Linked DNA regions of Arachis hypogaea: region 1 is linked to region 2. A link is a contact called in public Hi-C data. All regions are on one chromosome and are shown on one strand. The core of a region is the stretch at or near the end of the contact, and the rest is flanking DNA. Distances in the headings are between cores, read along the strand shown.

Region 1 (6,482 bases), core at 1,291-3,790, 180 kb before region 2:
AGTGACGAATCAATTTTATCAAATCACTGCCTGGAATGCCTGCTGCATAGCTCAGGTTTAAGGATGTTAATTTCGGAAGAATAGGATACATAGCTGTGAGGCAGCGAGGAGTAACTTCCAAAAATCCCGACAAGCTTGTTATTGACTTGCACTTATTCATGGTAGTCATTAGCTTGGCGAAGGTCTCCATAGCTGGATCATGGACTAATGACCCTACTCCCAAATCTACTAGCTGAGGGGCTCGCGCCACTATCCTCTGGAGTGCGTCAAGGGGCACAGAGCGGTTTAATCTTAAGCTCTTAAGGTTAGGAGATCTTGCAACAAGTCTCTCAAGCACTCCAGTATTAATCTCTCCTTTAAGGCAAGCAAAATTAAGAGAGACAAGCGACGTGCAGCTGTCGGGGAAGCAACTAAGCCACTGACCCTTGTGATCATCAACTTCATTTTCTTGAAGGTCAAGTTCTCGAAGACGCCTATATTGCAATCCCGAAAAAATAAAAACAAAATGAAGAGTCAAGAACACACTTTTATCATCCTCCATTTCTATTGTATATAAGCAAAATAGATTTCTTAAACATGTTCATCCATAACCCCAACAATTGCACAGCAAACAACTTATCCTAAAAGAGAAGACAAAAAAAAATACTAATAACTTAACAAATTTAAACAGATCAATGTAGTACTCAGTAAAACATGACAAGTGAATAAGTTCACTTCAAACTTCAAAGCCATTCAACCACTTTTTCTTAAAGAGTACAACCAAATTATCAATTATCAACTGAGAAATATTCATACATAACAAAACTAAAACACTATAGCTACCAAACCAGCTAGAACCATCAATTTGTTACAAACCAAAAAGCAACACAAGATCAAAACCAAACAAAAACAACACAATCATCAAAAAAATATTCACCCTAAAAAGAAGAATCATTTCTTACTTGCAATTTGCAGCTATAGCAGCAAGACCATCAGTAGTGAACTCTTCACAGCTAACAAGAACAAGACTCTTGAAATTAGGGAAAGCACGAGAAAGAAGCTCAAGGCTCTCATCAGAGACAACCATTCTCTTCAACCTAAGCTCCTCCAACCCAACCTTCCCCTTAGCAAGTGCTTCAATCCATGGATACACAAATCCACCCCAGCCATGAGGGACCAAGCTGAAGTCAGCAAAGTGAGGCTTTCCCTTCAAAGTCAGAGACTTCAAAGAAGGGAACCTCTGAATCAACCTCTCAGGGGTTATAGAGTAGCAGTTACCAATGAACACTTTCTCTCTTGTGCATCTCTCTATTCTGTACCAGCTCCTGCACACTAAAGATAAAGCGTTCCTATCACGGTGTGAACCTACATACTCAAATATATGCTCTATTACCTCGTCTGGGAAATAATTCATCTCTTATTTTCTTCCAATTTTTCTCTTTTCTTAACTTAGCAGCTCAAACCCCCCAAAATTTCCGGGAAAGTTTCCATCTTCTCCGAAGGGAAGGGGTAAAAAAGGAAAAACAAAACAAACACCCCAAACGACTTAATCTACACCATGGTGGACCTAAGATCTGAAACCTGAGGGGGAAAAAACAGACCTTGGTATGAACAATGGCGAGAAAAACAAGATCTCTAAGTATAGAACATCATGAGAGATCTACAGAAGAGAAAAAAGGTACCGATAAAAATTGAAAATTTTACATTTCACAGAATAGATCTGCTTGAAGGGTAACCAAAATAGACACAAGTTTTCTCTACAGAACACAACTGGAGTAAGAGAAAATCGGGAAATGATGGAAAGAAAGGTAAAAAAGAAAAAAAAAACAAACAGGAAAAAGAAGAATTTTTCCGAATCAAATGGTTATGATGACGACGAGGATATCGGTTAAAAAAAAAATAAAATGGATAGATAGATAGATCTGAGAAAATCTAAGGTTGTTTTGCACAGATCGTAATTACATTATAGACTACAGAGAGGAACACACCTCAATAGCGGAAAGAAAAAAAACGAAACCCTTTTCTTCTCTTTCTGCCACTCTCACATGCTTCTTTCTTTGTTAAAGCTGAAACCCAAAGTCAGAGAGAGAGAGAGAGAGAGAGAGAAGAGAGAGAAGGGTTAGCTCAAAGCCCAATTGGTTGAGTGTGGATTGATTTATTTAACCATGGTTGGTTACCTGATCCTAATTCCTTAACTATGATAGGGTTTAGGGTTGGGCTCAGAGGTTAGAATGAAACGTTAAGCGTCGATTTTGATGATGGGATTTTGAGAGAATCTTGGCCGTTGAGTGCGTGAACATGCATGTGTCTTTGTCACTGCTTTCGAAGTGAACCCCCCTCACCTCACCTCACCTCACCTCACTACTTTCTTGTTTCTCTCTCCCCTTCTGCCAATGTCTTTGCAGTAATCAAGTACAAAGAGATTTAAAAATTAAATAAAATTAGTGTTTGGCTTTAACCAACTTAGTATGAAAATGAAACTTGTTATTTTTTTTAAGTAATCATATGAAATATGAATTTGATAATAATATTGTTCCTACCTTTTGCAGAAACCACAATTTAATGAAATTCGAAGATCTTAATTTGAACAATATGGATATCAGTTCAGAAGACAACTTACGAAAATCTTAATTTTCCTTTTCTTTTTATATTTTTTTATATAATTGTTATTAGGTATTTATTGTCTTTAATATATGTTTTTAATACTATGATTTGATAGCTTTATGAGTTAATAGTTTTATTTATTTTACAATATATTCGTTAATTTTTATTAATATCTTTGTTCGGTCATTTATGTCCGAAAAAATTTTTTGGTTTGACCCACTTTTTTTCTTCTTTCGTCACAAATCTTAATTCAGTCCTCTTTTTTTTTCAACATAACTATCCTTTCCTTTCTCCCATACAACATGCTTGTCTTTATCTTCTCTGTGGAATTCGTAACTGGCGTAAAATTAATGGGTATAGATTCAAATTGAAAAAATTGCTAAACCTAGTCTGACGAACATTTTTCATGATCCGTCGCCGTGTTAAATGCCCCTATCTGGTCATCCACATATGCCGAGGTAACCACGATCATGCTACATTCACCTGCGACATGTCCAAAAGAATTACACTTCTCACATATCAATTGTAAACATTCATATTCCATGCTATATTCATAGTCGTCTACAACCACTTTCCGAACAACAGGCTATCCCAAATTCACTTGAACACAAGTCTAAGCAAATTTGCCTCTCTCCACCAACTTGGTTGCAAGGTCTACCTTGACTGATTTACTTACAATGGAGGCAATATGCATAATCACTTTTTCATGGTAATATCATATATTCAATCTCGCAATTTTTATCCAAACCATGGTGTTCCCAAAGAAGATCTCACATGGTTTAAAATCCGAAGACCATAGTTTAACCGTGATGTAATGACCTAACATCATTCATGAACCCCTAATAAAACCTTCTCCCTATCTTTCCTGAGATCAAATTTGAAGAGAAAGTAATTGAACCCAACATCCAAAACTTTATAGCCACCTTTAAGCCTCCATACCCCTTTCAGTTTATGTACCAAAGCCATATAACTAAAGTGTTTCGCAAGAACCCTAATCACTATGGCCTTCTTGTAAGGTTCTAATAAAGTGTTCCTAACTTCTTCAGTAAAGCTAATCTTTAGAGGTGTTGGATCACCTTGTTTCTCCGTGACTACTGCTATCGTATCACCATCCAAGACATCAACCCTACCAAGTCCCAAGATTTCAAAAGACCCATCCCCTTATCACAAAACGAAACCTTATTAGTCACTCTAGCACTACCCTTACGTAAGTCTTTCTTGTCACCTGAAGCAACCCTCTTTGCACTCTCTCTGGTAATCTCCTTGATTGGTAAAATCTTACTGTGTTCTTCTCTCAAACACTCCACCTAGCTCTCACCAGTCACTCTTCCGTCGCTCATGTTATACTCTCCCCAAACCTATGTGAAAGGAGAACATACTCCTAAAACCTTAGTAATATGCTTATTTAATTATATTAAGCATCAATTGAAGGCTAAAAAATTTTAATATAGATTTGAAACATGATATTTTAAATATATTGTCTTTTTTGTTTTTTTTAAATATGAAAGACTATTTAAAAAAATGAAATAAAAAAGATCTCATTTTAATTTTTAATTTTTTATTTTCTGAAACCAGAAATGGGAGGGTATAGTTTTAATTTTAAATTGTTAAATTTTTTGAAACAAAAATTGAAAGGTCGAATTTTAATATTTTAATTTTAAATTGTATTCTTCTATATTTTTTTTCTATACATCTAGATTGTTTTATTTTTTCTTTTGAATTTTATATTTTTTCCTTCACGAGTTAATTTTTCATAATTTCACATATTCAAGTAAAATGACTCAAGGTAAAAAAAATATCTTATATCTTTCGTTAATTTAGTTGTTATTCCATTATTTGTATCAACCAAATAAAAAAAAGGAGAGCCAATTTTATACAATAACATAAAGATCGATCTTATGAGAAGAGAAATATGAGGAACAATGGCACAGTACCCTTTTCACCTTTTGCACCCACCACTTCATCACAATAAGATCTTGAACTCTCCACTATCACTTTTACCATTCATTATTCATATACATCTTACCTTGGTGACCTAGTCAATTCTCACCTCTTGTCTAAACAATATCACCTTCAACTCAAAATTTCAAGTATGTTCATACATGCAACACCTCACTCATGCATTTCACTAAATTATAATCTCTCTACTCAATCTCCACTAAAACCTTCACAATATACACACATAACCCTAGTTACAGTATCTCCTCACTTCATACAACACCTTAATCACTCATACCATCATCCCTTTAAATGCCAATAACCATTCACTAACCAACTTAGGAGCTTATTTCAAATAAACAAATCATCCAAAGTCTCACATTCTTCACCCTTTTAACACTAGCAACCATAAGTTAGTTTATCTTTTCATGAACCCTTAAGTGAGAGATAGGTGTAAGAGAGTCCAACTTGATATTTTATAACCCAAGAAAATTCATAAAGACTAATGGTTAAGAGTTTTCAAAGTGGTTCATATATATAAGAACAGTAAATTATAATGTATATTTATTTTTTTCTAAATTTAATGTTTGGTGTTGTTTAAACAAATGTATGATATAACACCTCATTATGCATTCGAGGTTCTTTATGGGCTAAAAGATGACAAAATATGAATTTTAATGCATTTTTACATAAGAGGATCGATCCTACAATTTACTATACAAATTGATCCTCTCAAAAAAAACTTTGTGAAAATTTAACACAAAAAGATTGATTTTCAGTATTCCAGTACAAATTTCGAGGACTACTTTTCATTATTTCAACAGTAAGGATTCATTCTCAATGTTACAACAAGGACTAATCCTCCCTTTTTCAACAACATCACTATTATGTACTAAAAATGAATCTTTTCAATAAAACTTAACATGAGTTTAACTAAGAACCTCATCAACCATGGTTTAAAATCATGAATGATACTTGTATCCATACATGGTTGCATATACATATGGTTACATTGCATAGAATGAAATAGGCTTGTCCCAAGTTAAAAGTACAATGCCAGGATTGAGATTATCTACCGGTACATTCATAGCCATCCTCATTGATAGGATAAGGTCGAGATTGGTTGCCGATAATGTTTGTTGAGTGATTGAAAAATCGATTTTTGAGCGCATAGCCAAAGCATGTAAGGAGGCATATGATATGTGCATTAGATCATTGATTGATGATATGTAATGATTGACTACCTAAATATTAATTCATGAATAAATTATATATGAAATATTACACTAATCTCTATTGGGAATCATTTTTCGATTCTCACTCCTATGATATCTTGTGGTGTATTTCTTTTTATGCTCAGTTGTGTAGATGATGACACTAATAATATTCGTTGAGATATCCAAAGACGAAGGAATTGATGTAGATCCAAACGATGAAAATCTATGCATAGTTGGAAGATCTCACATCTATTTTTATTTCTTGCCACTATACAATCATGTCAAGAACCTTTGTTAAGTCTTCTCTTCCATCCCATTGCACTATATGACTTTTTTCTTGCAAACTTACACTCAAATTCACCTCATCCCTAACCACGATACTCATCATCGTCACACGACTCATCCCTCCAGTATTCCTCACAAAGCAACCTATCTTCTTTTATTTCTAACTCTTATTCAATACCACTCGAAGAGCTCCTTTCTTCTTTTGTTCAAGGAGCTTCTCTGGCTAATCCTTAAAACCTTCCAAAACTTCTTTTGTCATAGCAACCGCCAGTGCAAAATATATGATAGACTTTCTAATTGTTAACAATAATGTATTTTCAAGTGTCTTGTCTTTTTTTCCGTGATAAATTAATGTTTTGAAATGAACGGTTATGTATATATTTGAAGTACTAATTAAGTATTTTACTTATACTGCAAGAAAAACGTTGAGTACTGCCAGATTTACCAGTGAAAAAAAAG
Region 2 (6,708 bases), core at 3,788-6,287:
AACGACAATATATTAATGAGATACAAACAAAAAAGACAAGAACATAAAGAAGGATGTGAGAGACACTGGACTCTTTTTTTTATATATATATATAAGAAGAACAGACATAGATTAATAAAGACTAATTTAATACCTGAGTTCTGATACCAAATGATAAGAAATAAAAGATAACAAGAAGATAAGAAATTAAAATGAATAAAAAGATACATTAAAATTGAAATAGAAATAAAAGGAATAAATTAAAATTGAATACAAAGAGAATCACTCTACTTTCTATAAAAAATAATTGATAAAAAACAAAAAATATAAAAAAATATTTTATATATAAATATATTTTTTTTGAAATAAAAAGCTCAACACAACAAGGTGGAGCATCAACGTCTCAATAGAAAAGTACTAAACAGATAAAATAAACTAATTCCTAATCATCTTCGACAAAAATCATCAACAACCCAAAAGATCAAATACCACTCTACTCTTTGTAACTTTTAATCGACCTGCTGACTACTCCTGCAACACCTGATTCTTGATTCCTGAAAATTATGTTATTTCTTTTCAACCAAGTGCTCCAAATGATAACAATGAAACCAAACTCACCAATATTTTATTAATTTGACTGCACGATTGACCCCCTGAACCACGTAAACTTACAGTCATTCAACTTTATATCCACCAGTTCGATAATGCTGTTAACACACTAGCGCCTTTTCTTTCTTCCAACTGCACAACCTCATTGAAGACACCCATGTAGCAAAGAGGAACCTGACATATTTCTGATAAAAAACTCAACTCTTCCCATACAGCAAGCTTCTCTTCCCTTGTATGCGCACCATACACCAAGCAACTAGCACAAATAAAAATTATTGTTTGTCAATTCCCCTTCTATACACAACCATCTCTCCCCTTTGTAACAATTACTCAACCTAAACATCATAATATCCCACATTATTAATAAACCTCTGGAAGCACCATCTGATCCCACAAATTCCAAACTCACCACATCATTACCCCAAAATTGTACTACATCAAACTTAGAAATCATATCCTTCTCTGTCTCTATCAATCCTAACATATTCACATTATTTTTACGCTTAAATTTTTTACCATTTTCCACTTTTCACACCCCCTAAACTCCGCATATTCCACGAACTAAAATTATTTAAAAACTCTATTACACACCTTATTTCGGTTTATGGGGCGGCATCTTCTTGCTTTCTCTTTCTGTTTTGCTTGCCTTCTTTTTTGTGCCAATACTTCATTCTGAACTAGGAGAATAGCCATAATGTCCTCATCCTTGTCATATAAAACAACTCCTGATTCGACAGCCAGATCCCAAGCAGTCCTATTTTCAGCCATATCTTTATCCCAACTTCCTCCATGTTCATCTTGATTAGTTTCACCGTCTGCATCCTGCTCTGAGTCCTCCGAATCTTCTAAGTTCCTTACAACCCCTTCATCATCCAATCCAATTTTCTGCACCACTGTATTTTCATCCTCTAAATCTGAATTTTGCACTGCATCACCCTTCATCAGACATATGCCAACATGATGTTTACCACTCTCGTCCAAACTAACGTGGATCTCATTAACTACACTTGGTGGAATATTTTTTTCCGCTGTGCTATTCGAACAATTCTTTGCACCTCCGCCAATCTCTATTCCAGTTTAATTCTGCTTGTCGGGTGCATAAGGAACCTCACACTAATATATAAATATATTATTTTATTATATTCAATCAAATATAATTTTTTAACCTTGTAAACAAAATGATATGGAGCCTAGAAGATTAGAATAAACTTTCATTGTTTGGATTAATAATATAATAATGAAATGAAATGATTAATGATATAAGTCAACAAAAAAAAGGTTAATGGTATAATAGATTTCATATATTTTATTTAAAAAGATTCATATTTTTTGTTGCTCTCAATTTGGAGTACATTTAGGTGCTTTTTAATATTGATATTGGACCCATGCTGGTGTATGAGAATGATATGGGGGTGGGAGGTATCTAACAAAAATGTGGGTTCAGGGTAGTAGGAACTCGGACCCTTCGAGGACAGCAAGCAAAACCCACGGTCCGATTTCTTTGCGTTTGTATCTGCTTGGAGTGGAAGCAAAACCCACGGTCCGATTTCTTTGCGTTTGTATCTGCTTGGAGTGGAACTCGGACCCTCCGAGTTGCATGCAAAATTCTTCCTTGTGATATCATTGGGTCCGATTTCATGCATACGAATTTTCATCTCTCACCCAAACAAATCGGACCCTTCGATTTGTTACTAAAAATTTAAAATTCAAAGAAAACGCAGGGTCCGATTTCCTTCTGCCCACACTGACAAAAAACTGTCCCACAAATATGTCTGTTTCACCCCTAAACCATATCGGATCAAAGCACACACATGCCCCCCATTTCCAAAAAATTGAGCCACATTTAGGATAGAATGATGCGCTATTCTTTTAAACTTCATTCCACTCTTTTAATCTCTATTTACTATTTCACTGCACTCTTTTACACATAAATTTGGATCATTTAAATTTTAAATTTTTATTTTAAAGAATAAAGTGTGATATCTTACTTTTAAATATTTTTTTATATTTTTTTAGTCTTATTTATAAAATAAATAATAAAAAATTATACTTTATTTTCTAAAATAAAATTCAAAATTTAGAAAATTCAAATCTTTCACACCATTGAAAGGTAAAGCAAGGTTATGATGGGAAATGAATGGATAGGATGAGGGAGTACAGAGGACCACACAAATGGTCTAGTGATGTCACCCACTTAACCATTTTTGTAGAAAAAAAAATTAAAAATAAAAATAAATAAAAAACAGAGAATGAAAAGTTGTCGCAAAAGCCAAACCCACCATTGGAGATATCTTTGGCTTCGCTTTTCATTTCAGCATTGAGGAATTTCAACATGCTTGAAAAAAAAATAAAAAATAAAAAACTTAAAATTCAGTCTCTTATTCATTTTAATTATGAGAATGTCAATTTTAATAATAGTTTTCTCTCGTAGAATATATTACTATCTCTTAATTTCTTTCTTAAGGAGATGAATGGAGATATCTAGTTTAATATATGAACTGAATAAATTCATCTCTAAATAGCCCTTCAATTTTAAGAGGGTAATATTATATGTACCTATTTTTTGGTATACTATACCTTTTTAAAATGTTAAATTGAATTAGTGTAGATGTCGCATCATATTCAATAATTAAGAGACATGTATTAACTCAATGTATTAGGGAAGAAAAAGGATAAATTATTAAAATAGAACCAAAATTTTGTACTGCTAACCAAAGTATTTCTAAAAGATACGAAGAGTAAATAAGTTTTGGAGATCTAAATTAGATATTAAATATTTTTTAAATTTAGAAATTAAGTTTTGATACGATTTTTTATAAATATAAGTAAAAAAATAAATTTTTTTATCTTTAAATTTTAATGATTTCATCTCAAGTGAAGTTTTTGTGATTTTTTTTGTGAATTATCAAAATTTTTTAAAAACAATAATAGAGAGATTTAGAGATAGAATTTTGTTTTGATTTTTAGCATGCATCTCCTAAATAATTATTCAAATATTTTCACAAAAATGTGGATAATATGCTTAAACGTTTTGTCAAAACAAAATCATTTGTAATTTATAGAATTTATCTTTTTTTGTAATATTTTCAAATTTTTTAAAAAATTATTGGTCATAATTTTTGGCGTTATTTTAGTAAATAAGGAAAAGTTTTTTGTACCATTTTGAGTTTTTGACGGTTGAAAAAAAGAAAGAAGAAGACGAGTACAGGAACAGTAGAACAATTCTTTTTGGAAAAGCCTAAGGACATGTCTCCCATTTGTTTTTCAGTGCTTTGTAACCTAGCGGAGCTTAAGAATTTCCCATTTGAATTTTTGACTGTACGATGTTTCACAATCTCATGGTCAAACATCGAATATCAAACAGATAGAAAGATACTTTGGGTCCACACAAAGGCCTATATCAAATGGGCTTTTGAGGGTTAAAAACTTTGCTTTAACCATTAACCCCCTTTAAGTAACAAGGGTAGGGTAGGCCAACCTCAAAGAGCCATTCAACTGCACCAGACACTGTTTACAGAACAAATTACGCGACCAAAATGAGAAGAGTAAATCTGGTGCCTGCCAAGTACTAACAAAAATAAAAAACAGACCATGAAAATCCAATTTCGAGAGGAAATGGGTCACATATTAAACCAAATTTGTGTAGGCACAAGACAAAGTGTAGAATATAAGTGTTTAGTGGCAAGCAACTTTAGACCCTTTATGGAAAAGGGCACCTTATAATTATAAAAATGATAGGAAGAGTTTTAAGTGTATCGAAAATACCGGTGTTTAGTTGTTTTAACCATTGATTTGAATTATAAAAAATATATATAATATATATTAATTGAAATCAACGGTTAAAACAACTGAAACATCGGTATTTTCCGATATACTTAAAATTTTTCCAAAATTATAAGAACAAAATTCTTGTGAAGAACCTATACTGCAATCAGATAAGTGTCAGTGTGATCGGCAGTTTAAATGAACTAAGCGTGAAATTGTTCCTTGTGGTCTTACACTGAGTTTCGATAAATAATTTAATTTACTTTTGAAAAAATAGATTAATTAATAAATAATTATATTAAAAATAATTTATAAATAAATTATTTTGTATTTGAATTTTTAGTTTTAAAAGTGTTTATTTGATAAAAAAAAATTTATTTTTTTATAAGTTTTAAATAACTTTTTAGAAAACTGCAATTTGATTTTGAAAAATATACCAAACCTTAATAGTATTACTTTTCATAAGTTAAAAGTTCAAAAAAGTTACTTATGGTTGTTCATTTTTGGAGGGGAGGGGGGGGGGGTTGTTTCAATTATTGTTCAAATATATTGTATACTGATATTAATATGTACGAATCAATGTTGCAAAATTTGTTGGGGCTTTTAACGTATTGTTATCCTTCCAAAATGTCTCGATCTAGAATTATTAAAGCATGGTGTGACGTTTAATAAGAAAACCAAAAACCAACAAAATGAGGTTGCAACTTGCTACATAGCCCATCATCAGCTAGTCCATAAACCTTTCTAAATTGTGCTGAGTGACATGTTTGTTTTATCTTCTTAAAAAATAATTAAAAATGACTGAAAGACTTAATTTATTCTAATTATTCTTTTAAGTTTTTAATAAATAAATTTTATTTTTTTATTATTTTAATGTTTTTAAAAAATAACATAGATATCTAAATTTTATTCATTTAAATATCAGAGATAATTCCAAAAAGGAATTGAAACTTCCAATCATTACTCAATAAAAATAGTAGACTTGCTCTTATGTTGTACTTGTTTCCTCCACTCCAAAAAAAAAAACACAAAAAAATACACATACTCAAAATTGTATCATTAAAAATAAAGGAGTCACATTAGAAGTTAACACAGATAAAAGTCTGTGTCTCTTAAGTCTTAACTATCTTTCTTCCGTTTAATTTTTTTTAGAGAATGGTAATTAATTTTTTTTTTTTGGTAGTTAAAACGGAACCTAAAAACCCAGGGATGATAATGAAATTTGTTCATTAAGAAAAGTCGCCCATTTTATACTTCTGTAATATCCAAAGAATTCGTCGGGTGAATATCCTAGTGCAAAAAAAACAAGGAGTTTTTAGAAACCACTCTTCTTAAGTTCCACAAAAAGGAAAAAAAACTATGAACATCATTATGACACGAAAATAAGGTAGATATGTACGAATAATATATAATTTTTTTAGCATGCAATTTATTCTATATATATAGATATAATTCATCATAGCTTAAAAAAATTGAAAATGCATTATTATAACTTAAAAAATCCCTAAAAGATAATTAATTTTAACGAAAATGACCAGTCGTCAATTGAGTTAATAGAAGTTAATGTTAACGTTAAATACTGACGTGACAATTAACAATTATTATAATTACAAAAGTTACTAATGTTTCTAATTTTTATAATTTTAAAAGCATTCCAATTTTATTTTTTTTTAAATCATAATTTCCTTTTTCTAAAAGATGTAGATACAAAATCAGTACCCAAAAGATTTTGGCACCGACAAAATGGTACCTGACTTTTGTTACTGGCAAAATAGTCCCTAAAAGAATTTAAAAGTTGACATGCGTATCCCCGAGCTCGCCAGAGCAAATCTTTGGCAAGCACAATATTGACGTGGCCATCGTATTTTGGTGACCTGGCAAACCACCCCCCAAATCCCCCTCCTCAACACACACTCCCTCCCCGTCACAGCCCCCATCCCCAACACACACTTTTCCCCCATCGTAGCCCCCGCCCCATCACAACCCCTTCCCTAACGCACACTCCCCCTCCCTCCCTCAACACCACCACTCGCAGCAACAACAACTTCAACATCAATAACAACCTCAACAATCAAGGACCACCGTCACCACCATCGTAGCCACAACAAGGTCTGGCAACGAAAATCATAAACGAAGCAATGTTTTCAATTAGACAGTGAGGTCCATAGATCCTGGCAACGAAGAACGAAAAACCGTTAGCGGAAGCGACAACGTTGGCCTGAGGCTGAGCGGCGACCGCGTCCTACGGCGTATGCAACGAGAGGAAAGAGGAGAAGTGTGACAGAGAGGGATCTGGAAGAAGGAGCCGATCCAGTGAGATCTGGCGCTGATGATGCGCAAATCGCGGATTCAGAC

Evidence for each region. Hi-C and Micro-C count contacts between places; a contact is called where the count stands out from the background.
Region 1: a Hi-C map of an unstated tissue shows a contact between it and region 2, with 2.7 times the contacts expected there. The contact joins the promoter of LOC112755031 here to the enhancer-like site in region 2. A contact is called at or near these places in 2 of 8 Hi-C or Micro-C datasets (leaf and an unstated tissue).

What each region holds. Positions count from the first base shown.
Region 1 is chr16:130,956,898-130,963,379 of arahy.Tifrunner.gnm2.J5K5, reverse strand. It overlaps LOC112755031 (protein AUXIN SIGNALING F-BOX 2), which reads right to left and starts at 2,540. Exons shown (of 3, transcript XM_025802909.3): 1 at 942-2,540; 2 at 1-473. The coding sequence starts at 1,393.
Region 2 is chr16:130,778,095-130,784,802 of arahy.Tifrunner.gnm2.J5K5, reverse strand. No RefSeq gene overlaps it. Among protein-coding and RNA genes, the nearest start is that of LOC112755030, 8.5 kb to the right of the region's middle. Within about 2 kb of position 5,037, at least 2 of the 3 cell types and tissues checked have open chromatin away from gene starts, as enhancers often do.